Linked DNA regions of Rattus norvegicus: all the other regions are linked to region 3. Evidence: chromatin contacts called from public Hi-C data. All regions are on one chromosome and are shown on one strand. The core of a region is the stretch at or near the end of the contact, and the rest is flanking DNA. Distances in the headings are between cores, read along the strand shown. Region 1 has its middle 45 kb from the start of Wdr1. Region 2 overlaps Wdr1 (WD repeat domain 1). Region 3 holds the start of Slc2a9 (solute carrier family 2 member 9).

Region 1 (2,897 bases), core at 43-2,542, 46 kb before region 3:
CCTTAAGGTGCGTCCATCAGTTTTTCCTCAGCAAATGAGAAAGTACCTGAACCACTTTCTCTCCATGATTCTCATCCATCTCAGGGTTTAAATCCTGGCCTTGGCACATTCCTGTTTGCTCCGGCTGACTCCTGAGAGCGGCTCCTTCAGTCTCTGCACTACTGGCCTTGTGGCCTCAATGGTGGGCTGAGACTTGGCCCCTGCAGGATGCTTAGCAGCCCCACCCTACCCTACCCCCCCCCCCGGCCTCCGAGCACCAGATGCCAGTAGCTCTCTTTGACTTAGAGATGGCACCGGAAATACCTCCCTGCATCGCTGATTGAAGAAGGAGCCCTTTTATTTCGAAAAAGCTAATGGTGCTGGCAGGAAACGGTGTCCCAAGCCTAATGACTGTAAAGAATTAGAAGTGGGACTTATTCATTCAGTCACCTATTTGGAGTTTACTAGGGGCCAGCGGGGTTGAAGGAGCAGAGGGCCAAGCCGTGAAAGATGTGAGAATGAGCAGCCGAAGGAGAAGCGGCTGGACAGTTTGCAAAAAATGGTGAAGGCAGAACAAGGGAGAAAGTGCAGACGCGCCTTCTAGGCTCCGCCCCACAGTTGCCTGGCAACGGCCAGGCGTGCTTGACTCACCATCAAAGGGGCTGCTTGCCCCCTCCTCTCTTGCTCTCTTACTCTCTTCCCCCCTCTGTCCCCTTTCTCCTCGCTCCCCTCCCACCTCTCCACTTGCTCATGGCCAGCCCTACTACTCTCTCTCTCTCTCTCTCTCTCTCTCTCTCTCTCTCTCTCTCTCTCTCCTCCCCATGCCCTAAATAAACTCTATTCTATACCGTCCTGTGACTGGTATCTCAGGGGGAAGGGAGGCCTCAGCATGGGCCCACAGAGTCACCCCCTTTCCCCACATCATACTGCACCTCCACCAAACATATCCCTGACTTCTTTTTCGTTTTTATAAAACACAACAGAAAGTGGAAGCAGAGGACACAGAGGTGAGGCTGAAGAAGCTTAGGCATCTGTATAACACTAGACAAGAGAAGTTCCTTATGGCTGGAACAGAGAACACGGCTGAGCCTTTGGGGGCCAGGGCCTCAGACACCCCAGGATAAGGAGCTGTAATAGTAGTCACCGTCAAGGGTAGAGGAATCTTGATACCCAGGCCTACCTAGGGACTGTGATTCCTCCTGTCTTCAAGAGTTAAGGAATCCAGAATTCTTAGCACCCAAACAAATGGGTACCATCCAAGGGCAAAGCAGGATCTCTAACACTAGAGGGCATCACCTGCTGCTTTCGCCTTTATTCATAGGAAGCCACAAAAGCTGCCAAAGCCCAGAGTCTCCTCACCGGTTCACTGTGTGGGGAAAGATAAAGACTGCAGGCAGACTGATAGGTGACAGAGGAGCAGCAACAGATGATTGTAGCCCAGTCGGTAAGCTGTGTACAGAAGATTCACCCTTCCCATGTCAGGAGGCATCTGCCCTCCTTAGGTCTCTATTGCTGTGATAACCAACACTGGTCAGAAGCAACTCAGGAAGAAAAGGACTTACAGGTTACATTGTCATCCAGGAAGTCAGAGCAGGAGCTCAAGGGAGGAACCTGGAGACAGGTACTGGAGCAGGGGCAGTGGAAGAACGCTGCTTACTGGCTTACTCCTCATGGCTTGTTCAACCTGCTTTCTTTTTTTTTTTTTTTTTCTTTTTTTCGGAGCTGGGGACTGAACCCAGGGCCTTGCGCTTGCTAGGCAAGTGCTCTACCACTGAGCTAAATCCCCAACCCCCAACCTGCTTTCTTATAGTACCCAGGGTCACCAGTCCTAACACCACCTCCAGTGCAAATAGAACCTAAGAGCAGGAGAAAGGCAGGTTTGCTTCCCACCTCTTGTCTCTGTCCTTTCTCCTCTCTTCCCTCCCTCTCCTCCTATTCTCTCTCTCTCTCTCTCTCTCTCTCTCTCTCTCTCTCTCTCTCTCTCCATTCCCCCTCCCACTCCCTCTTCCCAGATCTAGGACATTAATCTCAGATATGGGAGGTCCTGGTTTGGGGGACTTCAGAATTTACATTGGCCACACCTCCATCCCAGTCCACCACTTAAGCCTCAGACTGTTGGTGAACCTAGTATTCAGGATTGAAAGCTAACACTGATTTTTCTATTATTAGATTTCCCTAGGTCTCCGGTTTCCAGAACCTTCTTAGCCTCTGAGATCACAGAATCTACACTCCTGTCTTAGCTAATGTTTTATTGCTGTAAAAAGACACCACGACCACAGAAACATCTACTAAAGAAACATTTAATCAAGGCTGGTTTACAGGTTCAGAGGTGTAGTCCATTCATCATGGCACGAAGCACGGTGGTGTACAGTCAGATATGGGGCTGGAGAAGTAACTTGAAAGTTCTACTATATCCGGATCTTAGAGCATCAGAAAGAGAGAGCCACTGGGCCTGGCTTGAGCTTTTGAAAGCCCCAGTGACACACTTCCTCCGACAAGTCTACACCTACTCCAGCAATGCCACACTTCTAGTGCCTCCCCAGTGGTACCACTTCCTAATGGGGCCGTTCTTATTCAAACAATCACAATCCCATAATATCCGCCCTCACACACAACCACCACATCTTCTTGCTTATGCTTTTCTGGGGACCTCTGACTCAAACAAACGCTTAATGACATTATTAGACTCCCATATTTTTGGTGCACTTCAGTTACACTTAATTTATGTCTTATCTTTATGAGGCACTTTTCAAATGGCTCTTTTAGCTTAAGAAGCGATACAAATGGCCTGTTTCATTAATACTGTCAATACATAGAAAAATATCATGAGACCAAAACCTTAAGTTTTAACTTTTCTATCTTATTGCCAATTAATGAAAGCTTGAACTCACAGGACAGCCTCAATGTGGGTCTCCAAG
Region 2 (3,129 bases), core at 445-2,944, 62 kb before region 3:
GCCAGCCATGGCTTAGCCTAGTTCTGTGTTAGCTTGCCAGTTAACATTTTCAAGAAAGATGTTGCTAGAAATTATTCTAGATGAGCTTTGATAACATTTGTCTAATAGAAGGGGGAACTGGGGTCTTCATTAAAGGTATTGGAGTTCCAGTTCCCCTCTTGGGAAGAGTGGCTGTGATCCTCAGAAGATCCTCAGTCCTGTATGTACTTAGAAAGTTGCAGATGGGTGGGAGATGGTACGGATGCATTTAGCATAGGTGACAGGAAGAGCTGCCAGCTCCTCTAACCTCTACTTCTTGCTGTCACCTTTTCCCTACTGCGGTCTCCCTTCATGATGAAAAGACTCAGTCCCTCTTGTCACTCATAGTTCAGCAGGTTGCCCTTCAGGAGAGGTTACAGTAGGATTTTCTGCCAAGTGGTTGCAGTGTCTGCAGTGTGTGTATTGATACACACTGAGCTACTTGAATATGGAAGTAACCTGCCCGTCCTTCCCTTCTCCCCACCCCCCAACAGTGGACAAGGCGTTGTGAAACTGGATGTTCAGCCAAAGTGTGTAGCTGTTGGCCCTGGGGGATATACCGTGGTCGTGTGCATTGGACAGGTATGGTTAGCTACATTTTGTCCAGAAGTAGTGGGATATGAGATGTAATAGTTTCTGAATTCCACCCATGTCCTGATTTCCTTTTTCTGATACTGTGATAAAACACAGACCAAAACTAACCTGGGGAGGAAAGGTTTATTTGGCTTTTAATCTAGGTCATAGTTCATGATTGAGGACCAGCAGGGCAGGAACTCAAAGCAGGAACCCTAGAGGACCGCTGCTCACTGGTCTATTAAAGGCTTATGCTCAGTAGTCTTTCTTACCTATCCTAGGACTGCTTAGGGATGCTATCACGCTCAAGGAATTGGGGCCTCCTGAGTCAATTAGCAGACAAGACAGTGCCCCACAGGCCAATCCAGTTAAAGCAATTCTTCAGTCGAGGTTATGTCTTCCAGGTGGCTCCTACACTATGTCAAGTTGACAGAACCTGTAGCCAGGATTTTGTGCTGCAGGCTCATGCGGCTGTGCCTGTGGCTTCTCAGAGTCACTGCTCTTAGGCACAGGAAAAGGGCAGAGCTGGATAAGGGTCTGAGGCTCTCAGCTATGTGCTTTAGTCATTATCCTTCTTATCTTAGCCTTTCCCTGGTGGAGCTGTATGATTTGAACCAATTCCTGACCCTCTCTTAGCTCTTGAGGCTGGTCAGGAAGATACAGTTGTCCTACTCCTTGCATAGCTTAGCTGTTGAATGGCACTGCCACATGAGGATAAGGTGAAGCCCAGGCCACGTTAGGTTCTAACGCTGAAGTCCCTGCATACTTTTTCCTTTAGAGTGGCTAGAACAGAGCCCTCAGCTCACATCTGTGCCTGACCTACTTTGTGTAAAATTCTGCTTCACCACGTCATCTCTGCAAACCCAAGCATCCCATCATGTGGCTAGGGCCAGCAACTGACTAGTGGTTCCAGTTGGCATGAGTAATAGACCCTGCTGAAGAAAGGGCCATTCAGGAGCTCCCTGCCCCTCCCTGAAAAGAGAGTGGATTCTGTGTCCCAGATAATCAGATGTTCCTGCCAAATAATTACTACACTCAGTCTGGGCCAGCCAGAGGGCACACAAAGGAATGTGCTGCATGCAGTCAGTACCCTGGGCAGGCTACTTCTCTGGCAGCTCTGCCAGCCTTGTATCAGCACCTGGCCCTGGTGGACAGTGTATGAGGACTTACGACTTTCTATGGCAAGGCCTCAGACAGACACCTTGTCTCCCCACTTACTTCAACTGAGGTCATTGTGGCTGTAAGCTGACCCTGTTCTTGAGGCTGATCTGAAGAATTAGCCAAGGTAGGTGAAAGCAGGGACTCAGACTACCTGCCATGCAGAAGGTAATGGCAAATTCCTCTACAGTGTCCTAGCAGTTCAGGGCACCAGCTCCCACACAGAAGGGTTTTCACCGACTGGTGATGTCAGCAATGCCAAAACCTTTCCTCCGACTGAGCAGGCACCCTGCCAATACCAGGCCTTTCTGGTCCCTTTTGTTCCCTCTCTTAGTGCCCTATGCATATGTATACACCATGTTACCTGCTGGTTGTCGAGGACAATCCAAGGTCTGTGTGTGACCTGGACTCCTAATCAGCCGGTAGCTTAGTCAAGATGAGTCCACCACATTTCTCTAGAGCCCTGACAGTGGACACAGGGAAGTATCTGTCACTCAGCTAAATATGGCTGGCCCCAGCATGGCCGAGAGTGGTGTAGCCTTCTCCACACACACAGTTCCTACTTTTATTTTAAAGCAGCGTAGAACTTGCCGGTTGTCTCAGAGTAGTAGTGAGTCAAGTCCTTTCCTGGTGATTCTATCCCTTACCCTTCAGAGACCAGCACTTCACATGGTTCCGTCACTGAACATTTTCTCAAGTTCTGGCCATCAACTAACAGTAGCATAGTCCTGATGGGGAGGAAGGTAGTGCCTCCATCAAAAGGTTGAGACTGACCAAGGTTGTGGCTTAGAGCCAAGAGCCACTAACCAGAACTCGGTTTTCCTGCTGATGATCAGTGTCTCAAGGGTCCACTGATTTGACTACATCTTCCATGTCACAGATTGTCCTTCTGAAGGACCAGAAGAAATGCTTCAGCATCGACAACCCTGGCTACGAGCCTGAAGTTGTTGCTGTGCACCCTGGTGGGGACACAGTAGCTGTTGGTGGCTCGGTAAGGCCCTTTTCTTTATCCAGCGACCTTGGCATCTGATCTGGGGCTCAGAGAAGGCCAAGGCATTCAGTATATGCCAGACTCCCAAAGAAGTAAGCTCGAATGCTATGAAAGGATGGGCTTGCCAACAAGAGCAAGCAAAGAAGGCAAGGCTTCCTTCTCCCAGGTCCTCTATATAGGCTGCCAGTAGGAGGTGTGGCCAGATTAAAGGTGCATGTTCCTACCTCAGTGATCCATGTTAAAAGCAGATCTTCTCTCTCCAAGTGATTTAATTAAGAGGGGGGAGGAGAACCTCAGAGGTGTACCTGTCTGGATTTTAGTCAAGTGACAACCAAGAATAGCCATCACACAAGGTATACCTGGCACATGGTGACAAGAAGCTCGTATGA
Region 3 (2,703 bases), core at 122-2,621:
CATGTACGTATTGACCACCTGCATCCTGATGCCCTAGAGCTTGTCCAGTGGGAACCGGGGAAGTTTTAAGTTGGGTGGCGGTCACCTGATGCAATCTCAAACAAGGTTTTAATAGGTGATGAGGACTGTTGTTGCAGGGGGTGGGGGGGAGTACAGAGGGAAGCTGGCTAGTGGGTGAGGAAGGAGCCCATGACTGTGAAGTCCTTAGTGTGAAGGAGTGTGGCTGTCCCCCACTCTCTTCTGCTGACCCCTCCTGAACCTTAGGCCCCAGTCACATAGACTTTTTGTCTGTCCCCAGCATCAGCTATCTGTGCCTGCAGGAGGTGTCCCTGACTGATGACTAGCAGGTTAAGCAATCACCTGAGCTCTGTGAATCCCTGGCTGAGAACTAAGGCTGGTTTCTCTTGCCTGGGGTGGTTCCTGGTTCCCCCGGACAGCATTGTCTCCTTGCATTACACAAGACAGCACTGTCTCCTCTGGGACTGGATGCCTTCGGGTGCACGGGACAATCATGTCCCCAGTAGTTTCCCCTCTCACATTCTTTATCTCCATGTGTCCTTTCTACTACACACAGTTTCTCAGAGTCTTGTGTGGGGACTTGAACCCTGCCCCTCACCTCCTACGCATTCTTCATCCATCAAGCCCACTTCTGTCCCCTCCCAGCCTCTCAGAGCACAGAGTTCATGCAGCCTGTTCTGACTGTGGCTCACTGAAGACACTTCTCTGACTGACCCTGGAGCAAACTGGCCACAGAGTGAATTGATTCTCAGGCTATCCTGGTGTGTACAAGGTCATTGCCTCTTTATGTTTTTATTGGGACCGCTGGGACCACCCGACGTTGCTGCGCGCCGCTCTGCCCGTTTGCTCTTTGAGCAGCAGAACTGACTCTGCAGGACAATTAGAGAGAGATCAATATTTCATTTTGCCCTGGCAGAATGCAAGCTCAGATCACTCTCAAGACTTGCCCGTGGACACAGTTAAGAGGAAGAGTCAGCACTGGAACCTACCCAGCTTCTAAGGAGAAAGCCAATGAGTGACCTTTGGCCTTAACTCTTAGGAGGTTTCTCTGGGGTTCGTGCTGGCTGCCCCAACCAGAGTTCTGGCCTTGTTAGAGAGCGTGTGTGTGTGGGGGGGGTGGGGGTGGGGGGGCAAACAAAACAAAATGAAACCAAAGAAACCTTGGGTGTGACTGCGGGGAGAGCAGCTGCCCCAGTTGCTTAGGAGCAGGGGAACAACGCTGCTGGCTTCCTGTTCAGGCATGATCGCATAGCCACACTTCCTGCTCTGCCCTCCTTCCTGTGGACTCTGCCTCCTCACTGCAGAGATGCCCTGGCAAGTCCAGGGTCCTGGAGCCAGGAAGAAAAAAAAAACATGGATGCCAGGGAGCTTGCCCTAGCTTCCCTGATACATGACACCAGTGGCCCTGGGGAGCCGCCTGTGGGGCCACCTGTGGGGCGCCGGGGCTGGCGGCCGAGGAGGACAAAGGTAAATGCAGAGTGGCTTCTGTCCTGTGGGAAGTGCAGGCCTGGGTGGCTGCTGCGGGGTAGCGCTCAGCCTGTCTGGCAGCTACGGAGCCTGACACTTGGGAGCAGGAAGGCTGGAGTTTGAATTCTGTACTCCCTCCTGTTGCCCTTCGCTCTCTACCACCCCTGGCGTCCTGTTACAGCACCGAGGATGAGGTTCTGGTGGACAGCTGCCTCACGCTTGCTCAGGGCTGGCCGTCTTTTCTTTCCTAAGGCAGGCACAAACAGTAATGCTTTCGGTCACAGGTTTTTCTTCCCTGGGATCAGTGGGAAGAAGCGTGTGTGTGTGTGTGTGTGTGTGTGTGTGTGTGTGTGTGTGTGTGTGTGTGTGTAACCAGTCGGAAGAAGTGGGGGCAGGCTACACAAGAACAGTGAACCAACAGGCCACAGAGAAGCAGGGAGCCACCCTTTCCCCCAGAAGAGCGGCTGAGGCAGGAGATGACTTCCATTTGCCGTTCTCCCTTGCCTACCAGGAAACTTCCAGATGTGATGGGAGTAGTCCACCCTTAAGAAGCTCAGACTTGAGAGCCAGGGGGAGGAGGCAGGGTCTAGAAAAGAGGCTCAATATAGCTGGTGCCAGGCAGTTCAGGGGAAATGTTCTCTGAGCTCAGACCTGGATGGTACTTAAAGGAGAAAAGATGATGGAGATGGAGTACTTTTTAAGAGAGATCTGTTCAGTGAATCCTGTTCGACTCAAACTCCCACTAGTGCTTTCGGAGCTGTTTCATTTGGCAATGCCTATTCCTGAAGTGACGACCCCACCTCATCTTCCACCATGCCACCAGCACCTACCCAGGGCTGCCTCAGCAGCAGGCTTGGCACCAGACTCAGGAGACACGCAGCATAGCCCCAGCCCTCAGGATAAGCCCCACCCTCCGGAACCTGACACAGGACATGTGCCAGTGCCAGGCTCTCTTCTTCTTGTGCAATCCCCTTACGATGTAGATTCCCATTGTGAAGATGAGGAAGCTGGCCAAGGAGTGGCCATGTGACTGGCCAAAGCTTATACTGTGGAAGCTACAGGGTTAGGATCCAGAGTTGAATCAGAGATAAATATGAGAGATGAGGGGAGGCACATGGGTGGCTTTCGGGAGGCTTTTCAGAGGTAGGGGCTTTGACAATGGGTCTCGGGTAATGAGAGAGCCTCTAGGACTTTGGGTGGGGAGAGCTAAGATTGTCT

The links. Hi-C and Micro-C count contacts between places; a contact is called where the count stands out from the background.
Region 1: a Hi-C map of the A7r5 cell line shows a contact between it and region 3, with 1.8 times the contacts expected there. The contact joins the enhancer-like site here to the promoter of Slc2a9 in region 3. A contact is called at or near these places in 6 of 12 Hi-C or Micro-C datasets (the A7r5 cell line, Schwann cells, hepatocytes and 3 more).
Region 2: a Hi-C map of Schwann cells shows a contact between it and region 3, with 3 times the contacts expected there. The contact joins the enhancer-like site here to the promoter of Slc2a9 in region 3. A contact is called at or near these places in 2 of 12 Hi-C or Micro-C datasets (Schwann cells and liver).

The regions. Positions count from the first base shown.
Region 1 is chr14:76,514,094-76,516,990 of GRCr8, forward strand. No RefSeq gene overlaps it. Among named protein-coding and RNA genes, the nearest start is that of Wdr1, 45 kb to the left of the region's middle. Within about 2 kb of position 1,293, at least 3 of the 93 cell types and tissues checked have an H3K27ac peak or open chromatin away from gene starts, as enhancers often do.
Region 2 is chr14:76,497,372-76,500,500 of GRCr8, forward strand. It overlaps Wdr1 (WD repeat domain 1), which reads left to right. Exons shown (of 15, transcript NM_001014135.1): 11 at 513-600; 12 at 2,630-2,740. Among named protein-coding and RNA genes, the nearest start is that of Wdr1, 29 kb to the left of the region's middle. Within about 2 kb of position 1,695, at least 67 of the 93 cell types and tissues checked have an H3K27ac peak or open chromatin away from gene starts, as enhancers often do. A contact at or near this core is called in Schwann cells and liver, where this site is marked.
Region 3 is chr14:76,559,584-76,562,286 of GRCr8, forward strand. It overlaps Slc2a9 (solute carrier family 2 member 9), which reads left to right and starts at 1,372. Exons shown (of 12, transcript NM_001191551.1): 1 at 1,372-1,485. The coding sequence starts at 1,372.